Regions from separate parts of the Zea mays genome. Here region 2 is linked to region 1. A link is a contact called in public Hi-C data. All regions are on one chromosome and are shown on one strand. Each heading gives the region's core, a stretch centred on a gene start, on an enhancer-like site or on the middle of the called end of the contact. The rest is flanking DNA. Distances are from core to core; before and after follow the strand shown.

Region 1 (5,328 bases), core at 2,051-4,550:
GTACGCGACATGCATGCTAGCTTCTACCGGATCTGCATTTGTTTATGTCTTGGCGACGATTTGCCACGTCGGCACCGAACCTCTCGAAGAGGTCCCTGTACACAGCTTGTTTTCTTCGGAAGTGGAACTGCTACCTGTGCAAAGCTAGCTGACAGCTGCCGCTGGCAGTTACAATCAACTCAAATAATTACAAGCAAGCTCGATCGATGGCCTTTTCATCGATCTAGGTAGATGCGATGCATGCAACAATAGCATAGAGAGTAGTGTTGTTTGGGAGTGCAGAAAGCAAGCAAGCTAAGGCCGTCGTTGCATTGCATCAGAAATAAATAAAGCTAGAGGCAGCTTGCCTTGCATGCCCAAGAAGTATACAGTGGTTTTGTGTAATGGAAGGTGACTGGATTTTATCATTGGATGATATGGAAAGACACGTACGTACGGTGGTTTTGTTCACATTTTGGTTGGCATGCGTGCGTGGGCTCGCCCGCCGCGCCTTTTCTTTTCCTCTGCCTCTTGTCCCTACTCTCTTGCAATCACTGTCGATCTCCCTCCCTCTCGATCTCCTCTCTCCAAAGCAAATTAAAAAGGGATGAATGAAGCTTGTAGATTGTACGTACAAGCTTAAGTGCCGAAAACCGAAAACTCAGCGGTTCACTGTCTGTTGAGCACATGGATCACTGATACCTTTTCATTGTAGCTTGGACAAGCATGCATGCAAACTGCAATGCTACATGGCTATTAGCTAGTGCTTAAGTAGTGGCGTGTATCATACATACAAAGTGGAGAGTTTGTCTCTTGCAAGCTAATATATATAATAAAAAAAGGTAGCAGGTTAGGTTTGGATTTGTGTGTATGCATCGAACTCTTTGTTTATATACTGTAGTATTAGGTAGAGCTATAGCTTTAAAACAGTAGTAGACTGATTTGGTTGATCCGGCACACACATGCAGTTTGAATCATATGCATGCCTAGTTAGCTAGCTTCTGCATCTTTTGACAGGATATATATACTACCCGCCTGCTGCATGAACAGGACAAGACTTGGGCGGTTTTATATAAAGCGTATATCTATAGAAATTTCTCCCAAACTAATTAATATATAATAAGTGTTCACGATCGAGTGCCTGTCGTTTCTTCCTTGTTGTTCGAAAAGTGTCACTATGCTAGATTGCAACCGATCCTGGCCGACGCTACGTACGTTGCATATATATGTACATGGGCGTACGTGCTAGTGCAACGGTTGGCTGAACAATTGTAAACTAACGCGAGATCGAGAGAGAGATTTGGCGTTCCACGACATGCACCAATATAATGCCAGTTTTGTTTGTCGATACGGTTGCATAAAATAGTGCGACACACTTTGGCACCTCTAGTGTGAAGACTGGTCTCCAGTCTCTCGCACGGTTAATTATAATTATATATATATATATATATATATATATATATATATATATATATATATATATATATATATATATATATATATATATATATATATGGCATGTCACTGTTGTGTGGCACGTACGAACACAAAGCATTGCGTTGCGTCCCCCTGGAATTAATTTGGTTCGGAATCATCTCATGTACTTGTCTGTTCCTAGCTACTTTGGTTCATCGTGGGATGTGATTGGGCACGAAGTCACCGACCCAATACCACCTAACTAAAGAGATTTAGATATACTTTTTGATCTGATCTCCGCATTAAAATAAAACCACAAGTGCAGTACACTTGTTGCCCTCTCCTTATTTCCTTATTGTTATTGATCCACAATAGTCTGTGCGTACATATGATTCAATAAGCATGCCTACACCTGATTAATACATAAATAAATTAATAGTTTTGTGCGTGTTTTTATAGAATTTTTTTTTTATGAATCGCAGTACACACAGACACAAACACTTATAAATCATAGCATGCATGCATGCACACTCACCCCATGCATCGTGCTAGCTAGATCAGTTTCAGAACAAACTGCCTTAATTATACTACGATCGAATCAGCTTATATTTCCATATGTAAAAAAAAGTGGAATCGATCTGCTGCAAATATATAGGCCAAGCACAACAGCGACTTTATTTCAAAAGTCTCGGTGGAAAAGCCAGCACAATAGCAGCAGCTCCTTTGCAATAAATTGGTGATGCGTGGTTCGAAATGAAGCACGCAACCTCACGTTTGTAAAAGTGAGAGATTGGGTCGGCTGAAAATGGCGACGGCATGCATGCATCACGATTTCGTGCGTCCATCCTACAGCCCGTTGGCAACTTGAGCAGGCGCAGGACTATGCAAACCGATCCGTTTATATGTATGCTTGCATGCTTTATTTACAGCAAGATGACTTTTTTCCCCGTAAGAAACAGTCGTAGCAATAAAAGGTTTAAATGTTGCCAAGCTTGCTAAAACCGCAGTACTCTTTTCCATGCATGTACGCTTTGCACACGTGCACAATTGGTTTGCATGCATGCATGAAAGTGCACTTTGGACTCTAGTGTCAGCGTACAGTACCGACCGGTTCGCAGTTGAAAGTAATTGTAGAGGCTAGGGGGGACGAACTGAACCACACAAATGAAACAGCACTTTGCATTTCGTACAGAGCCTGACGACGATTAATCTCTGGCTATGGCGTGCGGCCGGGTAGACTGCAAAGATGGAAATAACTCGTGCGCACTTTAAACTTTTCGTGATCATGCATGCATGCATCAGTTTCTCGCTTTCAAACATTACTGTATATGGTCATTGCCTCCATCCAATAAAAAAAAGTGCCTTTAGGTTTAGGAGATGTTTGAATGCAATAGAGATAATAGTTAGTGGCTAAAATTAGTTGAGACATCCAAACACCCTAGCTAATAGTTCAGCTATTAGCTATTTTTGGTAAATTAGTTAATAGTTAGGTAGTTATTTGTTAGCTAGCTAATTTTAATAACAATTTTTAGCCAACTAATTATTAGTTCTAGTGCATTCAAACACCCCCTTAATCTAAATCAAACCATTTTAAATTTTACTTATTTTAGTAAGACACTGCTAGCTGCTGCCTAGCTGTTAATGGGGAAAAAGGCGCCGCCTTTCCGGCTGCAGGCTTTTCCCGCTTCTCGTGCCCGTGCAAGTCGGTGCAGAAGAACCAGTGCTACTCGTGCAGGTTGCCAGTTCCAAGGTCTGCAGGCTGCAGCTCGCCGTGTGTCGGAGTAGTAGTTTGCTATGCATAAACAATCTAGCAGCGGCAACCGGCAAAATTGACACGGTGGCCCAGTCCGGCCTGCCAGCGACCATTCGACCCGCTTTTCTCCTTTTGGTGGGCTCGGCGGCTGAAAGGGCCCAATGCAGCGCATCACGAGGCAAGTACTACTGTTTCCTTGTTGAAATGGGCTTACGCTTAAAGACTAGATTGCAGGCGGGCTGGGATGATTCTTTGGCCCGTGTTTAGATTGGCTGGACCCAGCCCTTTATCTCGTGTTTTTTTTGGTCTGCAAATGGCATCTTTTCAAGTGTCGTGTCGATCGCAACCTGCGGCCTGCCGCCATTTGGCGGATGAACCGTTGGACAAGACAAGCCTGTGGGATGTGTGAGCTTTTTGGTTGCTGCAGCTGAAACCACCATACCCTCCTGCTGCTCATAGTCATGCTGGCTGCTGGGCTGTCTAGTGTCTCTCTGCTACCCTACCCCAGCTAACCAAGCTGCCCTGCGTCTGCGTGCACATCTTTCTGCTGATCCACTACTGAAGAATTCACGAATGAGACCGTATAGGAACGGAATCCTAGGTCGCTGATGAAACATGCTGAAAATGGGTAGCCATGCATGCTGCGGCCGCGAGTCCCTTCATCCCATCCCATGTCTTCTTGCTGTGCCCACTACGGCAGTCATGTGCTAAAGCCCATTGCATGCATGCATGCATGAGCATGCTCGCAGGTTCCAGGTCGTTTCAGCATCCCGTCATGCGCGCACAACCGATCGACAAGTGATGATCACTCATACTTAGGTGCAGCTAACCCATACATGGTTGAACCACCGGTCCAATCCCTTCCCTTGACATTTTTTCAGGGAATATGGATAGACTGATCAGGCCAGGAAGTTGTGGTTGGAGCGAGGTCTGAACAGTTGACCTGAATCGGCTCAGGAGGCTGGTTTAAATAAAGCGGCTAGCACACTTTAAATAATTTGGTCGACAGTCTAGCACGAAACTGATAAAGATAGACCAAATTAACCACAGCGAAAATATAGTAGGCATGCAGGCCTCTAATGGATCTGTGTGCAACTATATATATAAGAAGGGGGACAGATAGAGCATCTATTTGATTAAGGAAGAGTGCCGCGCCTTTGCTTTTTTCTTTTTCACGTATGTACTTTCTCTGGCCACAGATATATATAAGTTATTGACGCAATCTCCAATAGTCAAATACGACATTTTAACCAACAACCTGTGTAGAATTTTATATTATCAAGTGAGAACAGCTAATGACGATGTGAATATTAGTCAAAAAGAATTAAGCTCTCAATAACCTTTAATTTCCTCGCCGTACGTGGTCTCAGTTCATTCAATCAAGCAACGGATAAAAAAACAAATCTTTAGTATTGTTTACGTTAGTCAACATTCGCTGACTAAAACACCTATCTGTATTAAAAAACCGTATTTGTGGCATGAATTCTTAGATCGATGTTACAATTTTTAATTTTTACTTTTTATCATTTTTATATGGATTCTTAATTTAAACATTTTTTCACAACTTGTATGAGTTTGTTTTCTTAATTTATTGTTCCAAATTTTCTGTTTATCAATTGTGTTACTCATAGGCTCTTTTGTTTAACCTAAGTCGTCTAATCATCGTAAATTCCAACGTTTTTTTCCCCGTCTTTCCCCTTTTTCTTTTCTTCATAATTGTGGTGGCTATTTCTAGATCTTCTCAGCTAGCGAAAGATACTGGCTTCTTTTAGTACTATTGTAATAAAATAATGTATCGATTATGGAATTTTTATATAGTCAAAGACTCGAAGTTAAAAGTAGGACGTACACACACCCACGTGTACAATCTCGTGTGAGCCTGGCCGACCGCGTACGTTCGTTTTGGGCGTACATGTGGATGCAACCAATATAACTTATTTTGCATCTATCCATGCAGTCTACGTTTCACACGTGCAGACAACAAAACACATACTTAGCTAAAGTCAACGCACGTGGTGACGCGGGACGAGACGGTGCAGCTAAACAATCACATGGAATGTAGATGAGCTTGTGCAAACGCTAACCTGGACAGTGGAGCATACTGTAGTGTTTGTGCATGCATGCGAATGTTAAACGTTTCTGTTTTTTTATTCCCGCGGCATATGTAGTCCAGTCAAAAG
Region 2 (5,328 bases), core at 1,697-4,196, 91 kb before region 1:
ACCGCTTCTAGGCAAAGCTTTCCATCGCCTGCTGACTGGACCATGACTAGTCCCGTTGCCTGCTCTCCTTGGACCAGCTGACCAACTTGCGCAGGAACTCCTCCACCTGCACGCAGCGCCAAACGCACACTAGACAGGTTCAGTCCACGTCGGTGACGGTTCAGTTACATGTCATGAAAAGCACAGCTATATACAAAGCACAGCTGTAGAGCATATATTATATATATATATATAGTAGAAGAAAAGGGGTGGTCCAACAGCTCGAGCTTTTCTCGAAAGCAACAGCGAGCACTCGCGGGCAAGGCGTGCATGGCCTGTGCCTACACAAGTGCAACAGCAACCGTGACTTTCCGATGCGGGGTTTCTGCTAGTTCTGTTTCACATTTTTCAGTGAACAGCTTAAAGCACTGAACTGAACTGAACTGAACTGAACTAGGTAGCCCGTGCACGTACTGTACAGTAATAACTGGTAGCAGTGGGTAGTGTTGCTACCTCAGAAGGTTCACGCAGGGAGTAGGATGCGCGGGTCTCCTTCGGAATCTTGCTCACCAGGATCCCGATCCCTTGCCCCAAGTTGCGCAGGACCTGTTACAGTTTGACGGAAACAGCAAAAGCGTCAGTATAGTTGCCTTCCCAGTAGCGTCAGAACAAAGCTACATATGAAAAAAAAAATGGTTTTTTTTAGCTTAGATTGCTGTTGAGAGACATCTCATAATATCGTTAATTTCACGGTCTTGACACAACATATGAATTCCTTGGTCTAAACACAACATATGCAACATATGGATTGTTTGTCAGACTCAAATGTTACTAAAAGGAATTACCTTGAACGCGTCCTCGTCGGTGCTATCGTCTCCGATATATATCGGGAAGACACTGTTACTGCCAGCAAAACCTTGAGGAAATTGAACCATGCATGGCAGGCAAACTATTAGCACCTATACGTCATTACGTCGTCGTCGGCAGTGAACAGCAAAATCCAATGATTCGATGAGAAGCAAGCACAAGCACTCACCGAGAGACTCGAGCAAGAACTGCAGGGCGTTGCCCTTGTCCCACTTGATGGACGGCCGGATCTCGAGGACCTTCCTGCCCTTGGTGAGGCGGAGGTCCGGGTACTCCTTGAGCACCGACCGGACCTGCTCCTCCAGAGCGCGCCATTTCTGCCCCGGATATTACATGCATGTGTCAGTTATTACGCGAGACGGCGGCGAACGACCCTTCCGTTCCGTGCGTGTGCTCGTAGACACATCCTCACCTCCTCCTGGACGCAGCGGAAGTGGACGGAGAGGCAGAACTTGTTGTTCTCCACCGTCGCGCCGGGGATCGGCGCCGTGCTCGCCGTCAGCGCGCGGTACACCTGCAGAGAAGAAGTTGCAGACAGAGCAAGAGTCATGCTGGCGAACTAGCTAGACGCCTGTGTGTTGCTTGCTTGTAGCACGCCCTCGCAGGTAAACATGTCAGGAGAAACTTCAACTAAATTAAATTACCTCCTCAATGACCGGCAGGAACGCCCTCGCAGGTTGGCATAGAACGGCTCCGGCCTGCATTTCCAAGTCAACGAAAGTAGATTAAGTTTATATGGAATACAAAAAGAAGCCAAATTCTGTAAGAAACGACTGTCAGTATATATCTCAAGCCTGTACAGGCCTGGTGGAAAGACAGACAAGGGTAGCTGCTGACCTTTGCCTTGGTGTGCTTGGACTGTGCTGTGGGGCCCTTGATGTCCATGCCGTGGCTCCCGGCGTAGTACAGCTCCGCCAGCTTCACGAAGTTGAACACCTAGATATCGCACCAGAGTAGAACAGACCCATCAGCATTCAGCACAGCACTGATGAATAACTGAAAAGCCACAACGGAAAAGCACATTTCACAAAGATTGCGAGGCCCCACTCCCCAGCAAAGACCGATGTAAAACTGTAGAGAGAAGAGAGAGAGAGAGAGAGATGGAGGAAGAAAAGGTACCTTGTCTCTACACCTCCCGCTCACGATCGCCGTCGGGAAGTGCTCGGCCACGCCTCTCACCGCGTCCCGCATCTGCGGCGTGCCACAGAAAAAAAAAAGCGTCAGGCAAGCAGCTAGCTAGTCTAGGCCCGTGCATGCATGGCGTGCGTTCGCCGGAGCCGCACACCATGCCCTGCTGCTCCGCCACTCCGCGCCTTCATCCACATAGGAAACAGAAAATGATAGGTATTATTGCCTGACCTCCTCGGACATGACGGCGCTGTCGGGGTCCCTGACGATCGGCGACAGGGTGCCGTCGTAGTCGAGGAACATGACGATCTTCTTGCCTTTGGCGGCGGCCAGCACCGACTCGAACGCGGCCAATGCCGACGGGTGCTTCTCCTGTGCGCGTACGGTACGGGTGGGCAGCGCGGCGGTCAGGTCATGTCAGGTCATGTCAGCGACGACGACGATTGACGAGCATCGGCACAACACAAACACAACGTAGACACAACAAGCGAGGCGTATATGGTCGAATGGCACGCGAACGACGGCGGCCGGGCACGTATTTACGTACCATCCAGTCGTCGAAGTCGGCGTGCCGCGGCACGACTAGTTCTGGCCAGGACCCAGCGGCGCCGGGGTCGTCCGTGGCCTGGCGCGCCGCCGCCGCCACCGCCGGGGCCAGCCTGCATCCGCCGCGCGCCCTCGCCGGCGGGTACGACGTGAACCGCCGGCCGGGCTGCGACGTGACGGCGGCGGCGGCGGCGATGATCGCGTCGTCCGCGGCGAAGGCGGTGCGCTTCGTCATTGCGCGCGCGCGGTCTCGATCGAGAAACCACTGAACAATCAGGACGTGGACGCTGCACGCTGGAGGCGGATCGGAGAAGGAAAGGAGGAGAGAGGCGACGACCACACCACACGGATGAATGGATGGCTGGCTGGCTGGCTGGATCGGAGAGACAGAACACGCGCGAGGGGCCTGAATGCGTTGGTTGCTTGGTTCCGGGCAGTGCGGACTGCGGAGGGGAGGGGCTCTATATAGTTGTGGCCGGCCGGGTGTCTTGGTTGGGTGGACGCGACACCGGTTTTGTAACAGTGGCAGGGGCAGGCAGCGGTGGCATGCATTGCATCTTGTCTTTGCATTGATCGACAAACGATAATTCGTACCGACTGTATTTGCTATGTAACTTCAGGCCTCCTGAGTGCGATCGTCTTTCATATCCAAAATAAATATAATACGTACTAGCAAGATTGCGACGTTGAATGCGATGCACTAGTGCGATATATTTTTTTCTCTCAATTGTACCGGCCTCCGAATGTATAAGATAGTGGCGAATTATGATTTTTTTTCATTGGAAGCAGATTTTTTTCGTTTCTTCTTCACGTACAAGTTTGATTTCAAGTTTGTATTTTCCACTATTATTAAGAACATTAAAAATATGTTAGAATATTTTATTATTACATTTATTTTTATATCATTTGTATAGCACTGGAATGACATAGCTGAAAAAAAACACGACTAAGGATATAGGTGAGCACACCACCAAAACTAAGGGCACCAGTTTAAAAAACCCTAAAGTTATTGTCTTATCTGATACCAAACCTATCAAAATAACTATTAAAAATCATAATATGTTTTTCTATGTTAAATTATGCTATTAGCTACTAACCAACAAAATTTAAACTGAAAACTTAGTTTGCACATAAAAATTTAAAATGATAAATAATTTTGTCAAGAGGTAAATTTAATAAACTCAAAGAAGTAGAGTGGTAAAATTAACTAAAAAATACTTTAGTGAGTTATATCAACATTGTTCGTAGATATATATATATATATATATATATATATATATATATATATATATATATATATATATATATATATATATATATATATATATATATATATATATATATATATATATATATATTCCACTAGAATACATGAAGCTCCGGTCAGCCACTCCTGTAACATCGGACCAGCCTGGCCACTAGACCCCTCTCCCGCATGCATCTCAGGCTGTGCGCAGCGGTACACCCTAGCGATCCCCCTCCCCTTGCATGCGGTGCGTAGGGGGCACCCTATGGCCACAGCGGTGCCCCCTACAGCGCCCCTACGTGTCGGTCCCCTTCTCTCTCCCCCAGATATAGCGTGTTACTGTTCATCACCCTAAACACTGTGTTGTGGGTCCACGAGTAATTGTTAGTAGATAAAAAATTGATAGTTGATATAGAAAATGATATTTTATAGTGGTAGTGGGGTATAGGGGGAGTATTTAGGGGGAACCGCTGCGGGAGATGAAAAAATAGGGGGGAAAATAGGGGGAAAAAGTGATATAGGGGGAAAAATTTAGGGGTAACGGTTGCGGATAGCCTCATCCCTTGCCTACGTGCATTTTGTTTACATTTGTATGTGCGAGAAATTAGGAAGCGTATTCGTTAACTGTTGCATACATAAAAACAAAAAAAACTGATTTAAATGCTTTATTCCATCTAGGGATGAAAACGGCCGAAAACGGTCGGTAAACACTAAAACCATTACCGTTTTTATATTTTTTTTATCGGAAACAAAATTGAAAATGGTAACTCCGGAAACGGAAACAATATCGAAATTTCGGAAACATCGGAAACGAAAGTTTGGTGTGGAAAATACACCGGTAACGGTCGAAATCTAAAATCCGATCGGTAAACATATCAAACTTCACAATACAACAAAGTTGACAAAATATCATAAAGACCACAAGTTCACAATTCATTATATAACAAGTTCACAAGGATCACAAATTTATAATATAAAAGTTTACAAAGATCACAAGTTCACAATATAACAAGTTTACAGTATAACAAGTTCATAAAGATCACAAGTTCACGTACTCAAAGTTCACAATTCACAATATTCACTCGAACTAGCTGACATGACATGCTTACTTACGAAATATTTTTCCTCACATAAACAGTTTTTCATAACCTTACAGAAAAACCCTAAAACCTAGTGTGTGGAAAAGACAATTTGTCGGCTCTCTATCATTATATATTACTAATACATAACATGTACATAGAAAAGGGTGGATTCATTCGAGAGACTAAATCGTTAATCCCAACTACCTTCCAACACCATCTATCCCAAAAAAATCTTAAGGCGTCCAAAAATACAAAAATAAGTAATCATTATCTAGAGACATACAGGCAATGCGAAAAATCACATGCTGGAAAATTCTGAGACATAATTCCAAAAAATTCCGAGACACAATTTCGGAAAATTCCGAGACAAATCCGGTAATTTCCGACAAAAACCGGTAACCGAAGGAAACAGTCGGTAAAACACCACACCGATTCCGATACTGATTCCGATAGAAAAATTCCGAAAACCGATTCCGTTTT

Evidence for each region. A called contact is a pair of places that touch in the nucleus more often than the background predicts.
Region 2: a Hi-C map of bundle sheath shows a contact between it and region 1, with 5 times the contacts expected there. The contact joins the promoter of LOC677667 here to the enhancer-like site in region 1. A contact is called at or near these places in 20 of 25 Hi-C or Micro-C datasets (bundle sheath, ear, endosperm and 5 more) and 1 of 3 datasets of contacts at active chromatin or transcription factors (leaf).

What each region holds. Positions count from the first base shown.
Region 1 is chr7:175,878,258-175,883,585 of Zm-B73-REFERENCE-NAM-5.0, reverse strand. No RefSeq gene overlaps it. Among protein-coding and RNA genes, the nearest start is that of LOC100276089, 39 kb to the right of the region's middle. Within about 2 kb of position 3,300, at least 18 of the 20 cell types and tissues checked have an H3K27ac peak or open chromatin away from gene starts, as enhancers often do. A contact at or near this core is called in bundle sheath, ear, endosperm and 4 more, where this site is marked.
Region 2 is chr7:175,969,282-175,974,609 of Zm-B73-REFERENCE-NAM-5.0, reverse strand. LOC677667 reads right to left here and starts at 2,946. Exons shown (of 10, transcript NM_001112344.2): 1 at 2,522-2,946; 2 at 2,206-2,346; 3 at 1,966-2,037; 4 at 1,684-1,782; 5 at 1,491-1,544; 6 at 1,259-1,360; 7 at 1,016-1,163; 8 at 825-895; 9 at 493-585; 10 at 1-106. The coding sequence starts at 2,755. The coding sequence ends at 47.